Regions from separate parts of the Mus musculus genome. Here region 2 is linked to region 1. A link is a contact called in public targeted proximity ligation data. All regions are on one chromosome and are shown on one strand. The core of a region is the stretch at or near the end of the contact, and the rest is flanking DNA. Distances in the headings are between cores, read along the strand shown.

Region 1 (3,459 bases), core at 365-2,864:
AGCAAGAAGTGACACATCAGCCACAGTTATTCCCAACACAGCTAATCCGTGACCACTCCCTTCTCTCTTCCTGGCCACCCCTACTCTCACCTATCCAGTCACCATTTCCTGTCTTGTCCATCCTTAGAGTGAAACACCCTTCTGGACACCAAGCCCACGTCTGATCCTGTCACCTTTCCTGGGGCCAACTGGCCAAGTGGAGCCATGGCTCAGAGCTCCAAGACTCACCGACAACCTTGGCCACATTCACAGCTTTGAGTCCCATCAGGTCGGGGAGTTGATCAATGATGACATCCCGGCTGGCCTTGACCTTGTGGACCCTTTCAATACTGCGTCTCTGCCAGTCGGTCCAGTAGATGAAGTCCCCCAGCAGTGTGAACCCAAAAATATGTGGGAGCTTGTCCTCAAGCAGGGTCTTCCGCTTTGTCCCATCTATGTTGATCACCTGTGTGAGGGCAAAAACGGGAGTCTGGATAGGCAGGGGCTGTACCAACCAAGAACCAACCTGGGGCCTGCCTCAGGCTCAAGTTGCCCCAGAGGCTCCTCTTTATCAGCACCTAACCAAGTGCCACAAGAGGCCAGCTATTACCAGACAAGTGACACTTCCCATGTCCTACAGCCTCTGTAGTCTGGTGTGCACACTGAACAGGCCAAGAGTCCTCTCTCCCTGACTGCTGATGAGGCATGAGTGGGGGCCTGGACTACTTACAGGGCGAGCTCTATGGGAAGGCTTCCTGGGATCTATTAGCAACGTCTGCTTAGGCCCTGGGTAGGCATACAGCACAGTTTCAAAGGGCCAGGCCAAACCACAATCTGGGCAGGTTTGTCCCTTCTGGGCACCTCTAGTGATAAATCAAACCCCACGGACCGGCGGTCCTTTCCTTCCTTGTCCATGCTGGCACAGAAGAGCCAAGTCTTCTTCTAGAAAAGACTATGCCGATTAAAACAAACATTTAGGCTGGGGTGTGGCTCAGCTGGCACAGTGCACACCTGGCATGATCCCACACACCAGAAGCTAGGCTTGGTAGAGCACGCAGATGATCCTAGCACTCAGGAGGTGGAAGGAAGGTCAGGGTCGTTCCCAGCTACATGACGATGTCAAGACCATCATGAGCCCCAGGACTCTCCTTTTGTTGGGGTGTTCTTCTTGTTGTTGTTAGTTTTTTTTTTTTTTTTTTTAATTATTTTATGTATGAGTGCTCTATCTGCATGTACACCTGTGTGCCAGAAGAGGGCATCAGATGCCACCATGTGTTTGCTGGGAATTGAACTCAGACCCTATAGAAGAGCAGCCAGTGCTCTTAAGCACTAAACCACCTCTCCAGCCCCCTGTTGTTGTTGTTTTTTAAAGCCACAGGATGAGTGGGACTCTGGTGACCCACGAAGATCAGCAGTGGCAATGGTGACATCCCAGGCACAGAGAAAAGGATGAGGAAACACACCAGGTAATTACAGACAAAGCTTGGCTGGCCTCCTGAGCAAGGCTGTACTTCTTGCTCATCAGGAGAACAGACAGCAAAAACTACAAGGCAGGCCTAGCACTGAATACTGTACTGCTACAGTTCACAGCAAGAGGTGAAGAGCAGCAGGTAAGACAGTGTAGTTCCGCCGCCTACTGCCAGGGGTCGCCCCCACTCTATCCCATGATCTTTTATTGAATGTCCTTGAATGAGTCTTTGCAGCCCATGGGCCTCAGTCTCCTGCATCGGAAAGACCAAACTAAAGACCAAAGCTGGGCTCCAATCTATAGCCATTCAGAGTTGGAGACCATCAGAGCTGCTGAGAACTAGGTAGGGGCAGGTGCTCCGGGAGGTGTGAAGGGTCTTGGCTGGAGGCTGCAGCTAGGGCTGAGCTAGGTGCCTCAATGGTGTTAAGTGACCAACAGAGGGCAGTAACAAATAGCCTCAGTTCACACAGCCCAGAGTCCATTCTTTTGTTTTGTTTTTTGTTTTGTTTTTCAAGACAGGGTTTCTCTGTGTAACCTTGACTGTGCTGGAACTCACTCTGTAGACGAGGCTGGCCTTGAACTCAGAAATCTGCCTGCCTCTGCCTCCCTAGTGCATCTGACAACCACTTCCCTGCTAGAGTTCATCCTTATGTTCCCATTACAAGACACACAGGTGGTGCACAGGCCACCAGCTATGGGTAAACCGTCTGGGGGAATGGTTGACCCCAGCACAACCCATTAGCACAGGGAGCTCCCCCTCCTGGGGGAGAAAGACTCAGGAAGAGCAGGTGAGGGAGGAGATGGACAAGCAGGGCTCTGGGTTACCTAGTGACTAATTCCACAATACAAGCCAAACTGGGACTGGGATAAAATAAGCCCCACCCGAGGAAAGACACTGCTCCAGGGTTAACCGGCCAGCAGTCAGATCCCTGCACCCTCTCCTCTGCCCCACCTCCCTGTGAGTGAGTGCATGTGCCACAGTTTGAGTATGGAAGTCAGAGGAGAATCAGGAATCAGCCCTCACCTTCCATCATGTGGGTTCCAAGGCTCTGAACATAATTATCACAGGCTTGGTCACAAGCAACTTCACCTGCTGAGCCATCTTGCCTTGCCCCTGTTGTGTTCTTTTTTTTTTTTCTTCCTTCCTTCCTTATCTTTCCTGAGATAGGATCTCATATAGCCCAAGCTGGCTTCCAGTTCACCATTTCTGCTCCTCCTGCCTCTGCCTGCTAACACTGGGATCACAGGTGTGCACCACCATGTTTAGCTCATGCACGACAGACAGGCATCCTATCACCCGAGCTACATCCCTAGTCCTATTGATCAAACTAAACTTTGCAAGCATGGTAAAGTGAGCTGCAGTAGGAACACACTTTACTTGGATCCATTCTAGAACAGTGAAAGAAGCCCACAGAGAAACTGGGGAAAACGGGTGGCGGATACCTGGTGGCCACGCCTTGGCTCCCACTCCTGAGCTGCCCTGAAGCAAAATGAGAAGAGGCCAGAGCTTTCTCGGCCAGGTCCAGCCACACCCAGGGTGAGGACAAGATTGGATCTGGGCTAGCACAGTGGCAGAGCTTCCCAGGGGGAACGCCTCTGTGTGACTAAGGGACCACACCTCATGTCATCCTTTAGTAAGGATCACAGGTCCTCTTAGACCCGGAAGAAATGAGAGTAAGCAGTTCTTACCTGCTCTAACATGTGGGAATAGAAATTACAGAAATGTCCTATGGTGGCTGTGTGTGTTGTACATGCTAAGGGCCATACTCGAGCACTAGGAAGTTACATCCCCAGCTCCTCTTTTTAGCATCATGACTAGTTGCTACACATCTGCACAATTAGCTCAGGTGGTCTCTGGTCTTCCCTAGACCCTTGAGCCTAAGGAGGGGCTGTCATTCAAGTTTCCCATGGGACCAATTCTGCAGCTGCCACCTTCCCTGGGGTCACACACTTCCATGAATTCCCAAACCAGGCAGGATTGGGCTGGGGGGGGGGGGGGATTCAGAGAACAT
Region 2 (3,459 bases), core at 492-2,991, 84 kb after region 1:
AGAGATCCTCCTGCCTCTGCCTCCTGAGTGCTGGGATCAGTGGCATGCACCACCACACCCTACTATCTGTTTTTCTTAGGAGAGAAATGAGTACCTTGGCATTTGAGGAAGTTGTGAGTTGAACACCAGAGACTCTTGACATCTGAGGAAAGGGTGAACAGCACTACACGCCATTTCCATGGTTCAGGAGTGTTTTCACTGAGCACTGATATTGTATTTCTTCTTCTGGAACACCTTGGGGGATTAAAATAAACACAAAGCAAAAGGAGCTTGTCTGCCAGTGCCTTCCTCCAGCTGCTTTCAGCAAGCCATTGATGGGCAAATTCCACACAGCGGAAAGCAGGTTGTGCTGATGACAGCACAGCAAGGCTTATATATAGTCTTAATAGAGCTCAGAGCAGGGTCCATTGGTTTCTGATCCCAGGACTCAAGACAGGTTATAAAACTAGAAATAGGCCAGCCATGGTGGCACATACTTTTAATCCCAGCAGGCAAACAGATTTCTGTGAGTTCAAGGCTAGGATGATCTACATAGCAAGCCCCAAACCAGCCAGGGCTGGACTGTGAAACCCCAAACCAGCCAGGGCTGGACTGTGAAACCCCAAACCAGCCAGGGCTGGACTGTGAAACCTTGTCTCAAAACAAAACTGGCAACGATGATCGCTTTGGATGGGCATGGTAGGAGACCTAAAAAGGGTTTTACACAAATTGGCATTCAGTAGCAGAATTCACCTACTGACTTGCAAAACCTACTTTACGTTAAATTCTTTCTTTAAAAATTATGTATGCTGGATGCAGTGGCCCATGACTTTAATCCTAGCACAGGAAGTCATGAGGCAAGTGATCTCTGTGAGTTCAAGGACAATTGGATCTATGCAGAGTTCCAGTACAGAAGGGATACAAAGAGAGACCCTGACTCAAAAATAAAATACAAACATTATGTATGGGAATTTTGCCTACTCCAATACATATTATGTATGTACGTGCACTGGAGGCCTTAAGGCATGGAATCTCCTGGAACTGCTCTTTCAGATGGTCGTGAGCCACCGTGTGGATGCTGGGAATCAAGCGGGGTCATCTGCAAGAGCATCAGTGCTCTTAACTGCTGAGCCATCTCTCCAACCCTAATCTTTTAAAATTAAAAGCAAGTCTCACAGGCTTTCCATTTCGTCCCACGTGTCATGCCACGTGTAAAATTCCAAAGCCCTTTGTGAGACTGTTTCTGGACTTGAAAACAAAAGCGAGATCTTCTTGCAGGATTAAATCAGTGTATTGCCTTTCAGGTGAAATGCTTAGCCAGAAGCTGGCAGGTGCAGTGTGTGCAAAGCAAACCTCAGTAGCCAAGCCATGCCTGCGAGCAAGGACAAGGCTGGACCGCCTTAAGGAGTTGAATAGCCGATGGGAAGAAAGATCAGGAACCGGGTCAGAAGAGCCTCATAAAGTACCTCATGAGGCCTTCTAGAGCTGCCCTGTCCAGACCAGCCATCGTCCGAGTACATCTGCGCTCACCTGATCTGACCCCTCTTCTCCCCGGCTTCTGGGAAAAGCCCTAGACACAGACATAGCCTACAAGTCCCTGGATCGCTCACTTCCGTTAGATCGGCTCCAAATAGCTCTGCGTGGCCAAGGCGGGACCAAGTTGGAAGGCAGCTCCTGAAGCAGGCGTGGCCTAAACAAACCACGCCCACCGCACGCGGCCGCGCGTGCCAGCGACAGCCTATTGGTCCCGCTTTCGTGACGTCTTTCCGGGGCAGTCCGGGTGGGGTCCAGCGCGCACCAGTGAGCTGAGCTAACTGGGTTTCGCTGCGGTCCACGTCCCCGCGCGGGGCTGAATCGCTGAAGTGGCTGCGCTGCGGTGTGAGGGCCACGGGCCTGCCGCGTCCGGGTAAGTGACCCGCACTGCTGTCCAGGGAGCTGTCGTGAAGGCCCCATGAGCCGCTTGGGGATGGACAGCGAGGTGCGGGGCGGAGGAGGGATGAATGGGGACCCGGTGCGCTAGGCGGTGAGGAATGGAGATTCAAGGCGGAGGAGGGAGGAATGGGCCGAGCCCTTAGAGAAGCATGGATGCGCAGGAGGAGGAGGAGGAGGTGGGCTGACGGCGATCGCCAGTCGATGCTGGGCAGTTTGCGAGCACTCTACGGACATTCGAGAGTAGGCGAGTCTTGGATCAGGCTGTACCCTAGAAGGTGTTGGTCTCGGAAATAGTTGAGGCCTGCACCCCAAACTCTTCTACCTACCAATGAGGAAAATCCATCACATTTTTCCTTCCTCCTCATTTGTCTACTTGCCTGCCTCCCCTTGTGGCCGCTAGCTTGTGCGCTTAACGGTCTGGCTGGAGCTTAGAAGTCCAACTCTTAAAAACTTGTATTACTTACACCCCGACCCCTAGGAACCAGCTCTAAAATTTCAATAAGTCAACCAGCAAACTGTTTAAAATACAGGTTTTCCGTTTATAAATTAGACTCGCCTGTTGGACAGCAGAATATCAGAAATACTGGCTTAGCAAGCGTTTAGAACACAGACCTTTGGCATTTTGGTAGTGAGACCTGAACTTTCAGATACCTGGAGATAAGCGGTGCAGTTAAGATAATATTTAATGTTCTGGGATCGTGGGCTAATGTCTGCCACGTGGATACATCCTTTAGATCACAGGGCAATGTCTGTGTACATAATACGTCCAAGCAGGTGATGTGTCAGGATTAGGTAGGTGACTGTGGTTTGTCCTGTACTAGCTTTCCCAATTTCTGTTCTGTAATTGTGTAACTTCCCTAGCGTGGAGTAGAGACGGGGGCCCTGCTGATAGGGATTATTAATGGTCTTTGCTGAGTCTGGACTTCTTGAATTGAAATCTGTGTATGTCAGAGAAAAAGCTCACCAATTTGAGGTCTAGTGATGTGTATATAGCAATCCACACATCATAAAGGCATTAAAGGCAAGGCAAGATTGGGAGTGCAATCTGTCAAACAAACATTAGAGGAATTGGGCAGCATCTCAAGGGTTAGTTGTCACTTGGGGACTCACACAAGTCACCTGGCTGAACTTTAGTAGGAACAGCTCAGGAAATGCAGACTTAAAGTCTTATGTGTATAGACATTGCCCTGTGGTGGAAAGGGTGTGCCCGTGTGACACGATGGAATTGAGAACATGATACTGGCCTTCTTGTATGAGCTGGCAGAAGGTGTCCTGATGCTGATTCCCTGCAGATCCTGTGGGGACCAATTCCCAAAAAGAGACTCAACCCCAGTCTGTTTGTTCTAGTTTCTGAGTTAATACTTGGTTTTTTTGTTAGTGTTTTCTTTCCTCTATTTAATGTGTATGGGTGTTTTGTTTTGTTCTAAAGATTTATTTATTTATTATATGTAAGTTCACCGTAGCTGCCTTCAGACACTCCAGAAGAGGGTGTCAGATCTCATTACAGATGGTTGTGAGCCACCATGTGGTTGCTGGGATTTGAACTCA

Evidence for each region.
Region 2: a targeted proximity ligation map of intestinal villus epithelium shows a contact between it and region 1, with 26 read pairs. A contact is called at or near these places in 17 of 39 promoter capture datasets (the 3T3-L1 cell line, 3T3-L1-derived adipocytes, the C10 cell line and 13 more), 183 of 484 Hi-C or Micro-C datasets (the 4T1 cell line, B cells, the BV-2 cell line and 83 more), 61 of 130 datasets of targeted methods (CD4 single positive thymocytes, CD8 T cells, the G1E-ER4 cell line and 35 more) and 4 of 9 other capture datasets (adipose tissue, embryonic stem cells, liver and 1 more).

The regions. Positions count from the first base shown.
Region 1 is chr19:3,622,282-3,625,740 of GRCm38.p6, forward strand. Lrp5 (low density lipoprotein receptor-related protein 5) reads right to left here. Exons shown (of 23, transcript NM_008513.3): 8 at 229-445. Among named protein-coding and RNA genes, the nearest start is that of n-TAagc9, 48 kb to the left of the region's middle.
Region 2 is chr19:3,706,552-3,710,010 of GRCm38.p6, forward strand. 1810055G02Rik (RIKEN cDNA 1810055G02 gene) reads left to right here and starts at 1,742. Exons shown (of 4, transcript NM_028077.3): 1 at 1,742-1,885. Gm36608 (predicted gene, 36608) reads right to left here and starts at 1,617. Exons shown (of 3, transcript NR_167751.1): 1 at 1,510-1,617; 2 at 95-234.